Linked DNA regions of Mus musculus: regions 2 and 3 are each linked to region 1. The links are chromatin contacts, called in public promoter capture Hi-C maps. All regions are on one chromosome and are shown on one strand. Each heading gives the region's core, a stretch centred on a gene start, on an enhancer-like site or on the middle of the called end of the contact. The rest is flanking DNA. Distances are from core to core; before and after follow the strand shown.

Region 1 (2,700 bases), core at 88-2,587:
GCATAAAGGTGCTTGGTTAGAAACCCCCTTGGTAACTTTCTTTTATATTACTGTTTCTGTGGCAAATATAGCACAACTTAACAGCACACCCAGGGCTTCTTCCAGAATATCAACCCTCACGGACACCAGGGCTCCCACCAGTGTTGACAGGACCTAAGGCAGAACGAGTGTTTCTCATCCCCTGCCAAGGAGCTGCTGTTCAAGGACTTGGGAGCTGTGAGGCATTCCTGACCTGGAACCTTTCCAGCTCGCTGGTGACCAGAGCCTGGGCTTGAGCCAGAGGCGCATGGCAGCGCTCGATGCATTGGTGCACCTGCTGCATAGATGCTTGGGTGTCTTCACAGCAGTTGGCGCTGCACCGGAACATGAGGCCCTGGGGAGCGAAGACAGAGCCTGGTGAGACTGGAAAGACTCTGAGGACAGCTCTCGAAGGACAAGGCCTTGGAGGCCATGCTTCTCTACCTGTTTTGTTTTATTTTTCCCGCCGTATCATCAGGACTTCGTAAGACTGGGACGGTTACCAGGCCTAACATTTGTAGGATGGGGATATATGTTCTTGGGAGCGCGCTTGCTAGTTCTAAGAAAGCCTTGCGTTCCATTCCGCACAGCACAAAGCCAGGGTGGTGGCCCATGCCTGTAATCCTCGCACTCCAAAGGTGAAGGCAGGAAGATCGGGGGTTGGAAGTCAACCTGGGTTAAAAGAGACCCTGTGTGCTGCTATGAGCTCACTGATAAGATAATGTACCCAAGACTGAACCGGAAGAAACCACGTTCTGAAAATCAGTTTTTGTATTTCTGTAGCAGAGTTCAGAGGTCGGCCTGGCTAGTCAACGCCCCACAAGGCGATCGAAACAGTAGAGGGTGATTAAGGGGTGAAGTTAAGCGAGGCCAGTAGGGTGAGGGAGACGGGGCCCACGCTCACGGGCGTTCAGGGTTCGTGGCATCTAAATCAGCGCAGGACGGCCCGAAGGGATTTCGGTCTGGTGGTTCTCCTGGGCCGGTCCCTCCGAGCCTCGCGCCAGATCACCTCAGGGGCGGCCGAACGCTCGTCACCGAGGCCAGGTGGGAGGAAACCGCCCCACGCGAGGCCCGGAGCTCGAACGTCACCGCGCCACCCCCGCCCGAGTTTCCAATCCCGTTTGGGCGCCGGACCGCGCCGCTACCTGCATCTTCCGGATGTTCTCTCTCTCCACACTTTTCACCATGGCGTCCACAGCCTCCTGCACTCGGAGTTGCTGCACCTCCGCCATGGCGACCCTGAGCTCAGCCGCGCCGGCGCCCGCGTGTGCACCCGCTGCGCCCCGCCCCCTGCGCCCGTGCGGGCTTCTCAAGCCACTGAGTCCCACCCTCCGGCTTCGCCCCGCCCTCGGCTGCGCCCCGCCCCTAGCTAGTGAGTCCCGCCCCTTTGCGCTGAGCCCGACCCCCCACCGAGTCACCGCACAGTCTTCCGAGTACCTCGCCCTGGCCCCTGGCCATTGCGCCCTTGTCCTCAGTAAGCGTTCCCGTTCCCGCATCCTCATCGCCCCCTGGCGTCTAGGTTAAGCAACTTCAGGCAGGAGACAGCGGGCGCGCCGCTGGTTCTTCCGTGGAGCCAGGCTTTTGGTGGCCAAAGATCTCTTCGTCGTCTGACTTCTTTTCTTCCTCTCTTTCTCTCTCTCCCTCTGTCAATCCCAATTTTAAAAAAGCGAATGTAATTAGCAGCTCTTGTACAGCTCGATCAGATTTTATTATTGCTATCTTTGTCTTGGTTTCTTTTTGTTGCCGAACAGAATTTCATTAAATGTACATACCACAATTTGCTTTGTCAATTCCCCAGCTGGTGAACATTTATGCCGAGTTACTAGTTACTGCGAGTAAAGGGTACGGTATTCTAGATTGTCTCAAGAGTAGTGTGGGGGTATGGAGGGGCTGTAGATAGCGAGACCGTTGAGTAAGGGCGAGCTGTTTCTGAATGGATTGGTTCTGTCAGCCATGTGCTCTCGTGTTCCCATTTCTACTGTCTTATGCAGTCATCTCTGAAACACAAGTGGTCCCTTCTTCCCATGGGCCGATGCAGAGGGGAGCATCATTAGGTTAGGAAGAGGGCTACTAAAGGCTGCGTTAGAAGAGCTTGGGCTATAAGTGGTCCCATAGAGATAAGGGAAAGTTCGAGTGTTTCGGGAAATCTCTCTCGGCGAGCTAGCATTGAATTTTTGTATTGAACTAGAAGGCCCTTGCCTGGCACTCTGGAGAAGGAAAAGAATGACAGGCAGGTACGGGAAGCTTCAGAGGGCAAAACAGAAAAAAAAGGTTGAAGCTTTGTGGAATAGCCTGGAACGAAAAAAAAAAGACTAGCGTGTGAAGAGTGCTTGAGATTTTAGGCACTTGCTGTGATTCGCCACTAGATGGCAGGCTAGCTCTGTTTTGAGGGTAGGAAAAGCCACACAACCCATTGTCCTTTGAGAAAAGCTGTGTTCCTCCATGGCTGGGCTTTCCCTCTCTCAGATACCAGGGTTGGGGATAAAATGTGTCCACTACTTGAAGCCGGACTTACAGGGATCTTCCAGGAGCAGCTGGAGCCAGGGCGATGGCAGTGGTCACCCAACAGACCAGGTGCTTTGCAAGTACTTTGAATGGGGTCTGAAGCGGACCCTTCAGTGTCCATTTTTCTCTCACTGTGCACAAAGTCAAAGCAAAGGGAGGGGAAGACTCTGGAATATT
Region 2 (2,700 bases), core at 50-2,549, 2.4 Mb before region 1:
TCTTTAGGCCCTTGGAAGAAAGGTGGACATATTCTAAAGTCAGAAATACACTTATGTCCATATGGGAGGAAAGAAAGCCTTTTTTGAGTCAGGACTGTGGCTGTGGCTTCTTTTCTAGGCAATTAAACAAAAAACAAAAAACAAAAAACAAAACAAACAAACAAAAAAAACCCCACCAAACCCCAATTTGATATATATATTTTAAAATTACATACATCTCTTGCAAACCCCTTCAAGATTGAAAAGTCCTGTTTGTCCTTAAGAAAATGCTCACTTTATTTTTTTAAAGTGCCTCAGTATAGCCCCCCTCCCATCTGTGTTTATTTTAAATCATCTCAGGAAACTTCATCTTAAAGACTATTTTAGCTGTAATCAAGCGGAAATTACAGTCAGTTCCGTGGGTACAAAGCCCCAGCTGCAAGGACCCATCTCTCCTAAAATCTCCACTGTGCGGGTTTCAGGGGGCATAATAAGTAGGTGACGCGCCCCAAGCGATTTTTCCCTTCTGAATGCCAAAGATGCCATGACAAACCTGTTTCCATTAGTCTTGGCTTTTGCATTCCACTACCGCCACAGCCTCGAGTATCAGCGCCAGGCAAACGAGGGCTGTTCCCTCATCGCGGCCGCAGGGCAGCACCACGGGGTCCGCGCCCTCCCCGCCTGGGCTGCAGGGGTGCGAGTTGCTCCCTCCTGCTGCTCCAGCTCTAGCTCATGTCGCCACTTTTCCAGAACACACCCCTGAAGGGGTTCCGGGAGCGAGGGACAGCCGGTCCCCAGCCCGGAGCTGCTGCGAGACGCGCTCCGCGGCACCGCGCATTCGCGCAGATGCGGGTCCCCGAGCAAAGTCACCCCGATTCTCCGACAAACTTTGCCTCTTGCCCGCCCGCGACCGCTTAGGGAAGGAAACCTCGCGGCTGTCATCGGCACGCCACACAGGACGTGGACCTGGCCGTTGTTCCCACACCGGTCTGGGAAGATGCAGTTGACGGGCACAAGTCTGTTTGGGGGTTGGTGCGAGGGCGCGAGGGGCGCGTTCACGCGCACACGCTGACACGCGCGCACACTCGTGCGCACGCACACGCGCGCAGGGGACCCCTGGCGGCGGCTCCTATCCTGAGGCAGGGGCGGGAGGCAGTTACCCGGGCCACGAGCGCCGCTGTCACGTTCCCCGAGCACCACGCGGGTCCGGGTCTGCGGCGGGCTAGAGCCAGACTACTGCGCGCGGCCGGCTGCGCAGCGATAGGGCGCGGCGTCTGCGCCGCCACTTTATCCCCAGCCGCTCGGCGGCGGGGGCGGCCCGCTGGGTGGGGACGCGCGGGGAGGCGGCGCCGGGGCCCCACGTGTGCCCGGCCCCCGGGGAGGAGCGGGGCATCGCCCGCCGACCTGCCTCGCGCTTTTCCTGGCCGCGTGGGGGACCTTCACGGGGCACTGAACCGAATTATGGGGCCCTTCCAGCCCATGCGCACAGTCGAGAACACAGACCCTCACACTGGTCCCCGGAGCAGAAACACGCTCACTAGAACTGCATGCACATGTTTACAGTTGCACACGTGCGAGACCCACATTCAGATAGCACAGGTGTAGGCACACCCACAAGGACACATCCTCAGGACCCTTCCCCAGATACAAACTACACACAGAGGTACAAGTGAATGTCACAGTTACTACATGAATACAAACACACAGCATGGACGCACACGCCCTAGACACCATGCACACAGATAAAAACAACACACCACACACACAGTGAGTGTCAGCGCAGAAACCACAGCTCTCATCTTACAGGGGAAAAGATTATTCTGGAGCCATTTTGAATGACCATGAGCTGGAAACACAGATTTAAGTTACCCCTAATTCCATGTTCCTATGTGAAAGCAGTTTCGGGAAGTTTTTTGGGTTTTTTTGGTTTTTGTTTTGTTTTGTTTTGTTTTTAAAATAGTTTTACAGAACAGATAAAGCCGTATATCAAGGCAAGTTTAAAATACATTGGTGGGTACAACAGAGAGTCAGGTAACAGTGAAATGGGAAAGTGTTCCTATAGGCTCAAAATGCTATCTGATAGCATTGCTAACTTTTGGATTTGTAGAAGCTAACTATCGTGTTAAATCAATAGTTAAACAGTGTTCATCTATTGCCTCAAGAAGTTAGTTCTAACAAAGAGGGGCAAGAAAGAAATGGCTGTTCCTGAGGGCCCGAACTTAGCCCAAAATAAAGTAATTTGCCTCTGGACCTGGAACATTCCAACCTCTCCATAGTACTGAAACTTTAATCAGCCAGCTAATCTCAGCAGACACAGCTTCCCTTTAGTTTTCCGCCTCAGCAGCAGAAGTAGCTCCTTTCCCCATGTTTTTGTTCACAACAGAGAAAAACAACACACCATATACACCCAGAGAGCTAAAGATGCGTGACATTCACGCACAAGCGCTTAGAGCTCTGAGAAGGAAGCAGACATACTGCAAGCAAACACACACACACACACACACACACACACTGCATGAAACCATTTCCCCTAGGTGCCCCAGGATCCAGGTCCCACTAGCACAGCTGCCTATGTGGCTGTGGAGTCTGGAATCCAGCACTAAATTTACAGCCTGTCCACTGTGTCCTATGCCTGCCACCTGTGAGTGACAGCTGCAGAGGAAGGATGACCCCAACCCACACCCATCTCCTCAGGCTTTCCAGGGCTTTCTTCTTGGCCAA
Region 3 (2,700 bases), core at 128-2,627, 2.5 Mb after region 1:
TAATTCCACTTTAATAAAAAGATTTATGTGCACGAGTGTTTTAACTTCAAGTATGTATATGGATTCAGTACTCTGGAGGCCAGAAGAGGGCATCTAATTCCCTGGAGCTAGAGTTACTGGTGGTTGTAAGCCACCATGAGGTGCTGAAAACTGAACCTGTCTTCTGCAATAGCAGCAAATGCTCTTAACTGTTGATCCACCACTCCAGCCATCAATATCCTATCTTCTTTTTATGGACATAACTTAAAATTTGGATATTGTTTTAGTTAGGGTTTGTATTCCTGCACAAACATCATGGCCAAGAAGCAAATTGGGGAGGAAAGGGTTTATTCAGCTTACACTTCCACATTGCTGTTCATCACCAAAGGAAATCAGGACTGGAACTCAAGCAGGTCAGCAAGCAGGAGCTGGTGCAGAGGTCATGGAGGGATGTTACTTACTGGATTGCTTTCCCTGGCTTGCTCAGCTTGCTTTCTTACAGAACCCAGGACTACTAGCCTAGGTATGGCAGCACCCACAACAGGTCCTCCCACCCTGATCACTAATTGACAAAATGACTTACAGCCGGATCTCATGGAGGCATTTCCTCAAGTGAAGCTCCTTTCTCTGTGATAACTCCAGCTTGTGTCAAGTTGACACATAAAACTAACTAATACAAGGTATCTTAAACCCAAAGGACAGAACAAGTGTGTGTGTGTGTGTGTGTGTGTGTGAATGTGAGTGTGTGTCTTGTTTTTCTGAGACTTGGTCGCAATATGAGCTCAAGCTGGCCCTGAGGAATTTGTGATTTTCCTGCCTCAATCTTGAGCCTGCTGGGACTGAAAATGTCAAATTTGTTTCTAAAAACGTGGAAGCAACCCTTTCTGTTCTTCCAATCTCCCAAATAGTCCTAATTTTTAACCTCACGACTTAACACAGAAGCAAATTCCCGCTCTCAAAACTCATCTCTAACTAATGGACAGATGAGGAAATCCCTGAATCCTACTCCCTTTTCTAAAGTGATCTAGACAAGTGACACAGGCTTCCAGCTTAGCCAATGGATGAAGCGGGAGCAGAAGCCTTTGTAAACAAACCCGGAGTCCTTGCACTCTGGCTCCTCCCCAACATGGAGGTGATTCATCCTTGGCCTGGAAATCTAGGCGTGACCAATGCTTCTTCAGCCAATCAGAGCTGGGAGTCTCCATCGAGGGCGGAGCGAATGGACAGACGCTAAGACCAATCAAAAACTGGAACTTCTGAAAGAGCTGGGCGGGCATTGTTTCACATTTAGACCAATCAAAACCAGGTAAGTGAGCGGCATTCTCTGCTGTCCAATAGATGGACGGGGCGTTGTCCGGCAGCCAATGAATGGCGCTGGGGGGCGGGGCGAGACGCGCGTGTGAGGCCGAGGTACCTCGAGCGTTTGTGCGCCGAGGCTCGCGCTCTTAGGAGGCGGCGCTGTGCTGTGGTGCGGACCTCGGGGCGGCGTTGTCCGCGCGGCCAGGTGGGTTGAGGCGTCGGGGCTGGGATCGTCTGGCCACCCGGGACTGCGCACAGCCCCTCTACCCGCGGGCTGCCCGGGAGCGCGCACAGCCCCTTCCCAGCGCGGCCCGGGCCCAGGCCGTCCGACGCTCTGGCGCTCGCGGGCCAGCTCCTCTCACCTCATCCCTTTTCACCATCCTTGCTACGTATGACCTGCCGCCTCCTGGCGCCCCTCCTCTCTCTCGCCTTCTGAGACGTTCACTCTCAACCTCAGGATTTCAGCCTCATTTCCCCCGGAAACTAACACCTCTCACTTTGCTTTTTGTAGGCACCTGGAAGGGTGAAGGCGAGAGGCAGATGACGACGCTGAACACAGGCTCCGCAAGGTTCGGAACTGCAATGGGCTTGCTTAAACTCTCTCTGCCTCCCCTTCAATGCCATCTAATCCCACTCTTCTTCTAGAATCATTGTCCTCATAAAGTGCTTTTGCTCAAAACTGCTGAAAATGCAGGTGGAAAGGCTTGCCAGCAGCAACCAATTTGAAATCTGTTACGTGGAACGGGATGGAACGGGATTCTGACCCAGCTTAGAGCACTAATTTACACTATGAGGAAGGGCCTGGTCATCCCGGACGTCCGTAAGATACGGGATATATGTGATTATCACACACAGCCTCTGAGAGAATTACAACAGCCCAGAGGCGACCTTCAGCATTATCTTTACAGAGAATTTATTTGTTTATACCTCATAGTATGGCAGTGTTTGGCTTCCTGTGGTGGTTCTAACCATATGTTTCTAGATGGCCTTCCACACTGTCTCAAACCCAAATAAAAATATGCCAGACGTTTACTGCGAATAAATTAGCTTATCACTCATAGTTTTAACTGAGATTTTAGAAGTTGAGGAGTATTAGACAATAGGGGTTTTATTTTGGAAGCCAGAGGACATTGAGTATTGGAATACGTCTAGTACTTTAGGCAGAAAGGGAGAAAGAATAAGATATCTATCCATATCCAAAATTGCATTGTTCTCATGTTGTCATTTTCTTGGCTTTATATCTGGAATTGTTTTTCTTGGTTTTCAAAAAGGAAAATTAAGTCGTAGTTTAGCATCAGATTCACTGTTGTGGAGTTTGTAAGCTTTACTTTACTATTTTTCTTATCCAATTTGTAGCACATAACAGTATATAGTTCCTTGTGTTTTGCTGTGGTAAGATTTTTGTCGTAGTAGAGAAAGAAG

What was found. Promoter capture Hi-C pulls out the DNA fragments that hold promoters and counts their contacts.
Region 2: a promoter capture Hi-C map of neutrophils shows a contact between it and region 1, with 2.8 times the contacts expected there. The contact joins the promoter of Mgll here to the promoter of Fam136a in region 1. A contact is called at or near these places in 2 of 39 promoter capture datasets (neutrophils and pre-B cells).
Region 3: a contact with region 1 is called in a promoter capture Hi-C map of pre-B cells, with 4 times the contacts expected there. The contact joins the promoter of Paip2b here to the promoter of Fam136a in region 1. A contact is called at or near these places in 2 of 39 promoter capture datasets (cranial neural crest and pre-B cells) and 1 of 115 datasets of contacts at active chromatin or transcription factors (astrocytes).

Annotation. Positions count from the first base shown.
Region 1 is chr6:86,364,283-86,366,982 of GRCm38.p6, reverse strand. It overlaps Fam136a (family with sequence similarity 136, member A), which reads right to left and starts at 1,337. Exons shown (of 3, transcript NM_025591.3): 1 at 1,164-1,337; 2 at 233-373. The coding sequence starts at 1,250.
Region 2 is chr6:88,723,011-88,725,710 of GRCm38.p6, reverse strand. Mgll (monoglyceride lipase) reads right to left here and starts at 1,299. Exons shown (of 8, transcript NM_011844.4): 1 at 1,140-1,299; 2 at 1-10. The region is part of intron 2 of Gm26588 (a long non-coding RNA gene); the gene reads left to right.
Region 3 is chr6:83,830,418-83,833,117 of GRCm38.p6, reverse strand. Paip2b (poly(A) binding protein interacting protein 2B) reads left to right here and starts at 1,377. Exons shown (of 5, transcript NM_146169.2): 1 at 1,377-1,483; 2 at 1,790-1,847. The coding sequence starts at 1,819.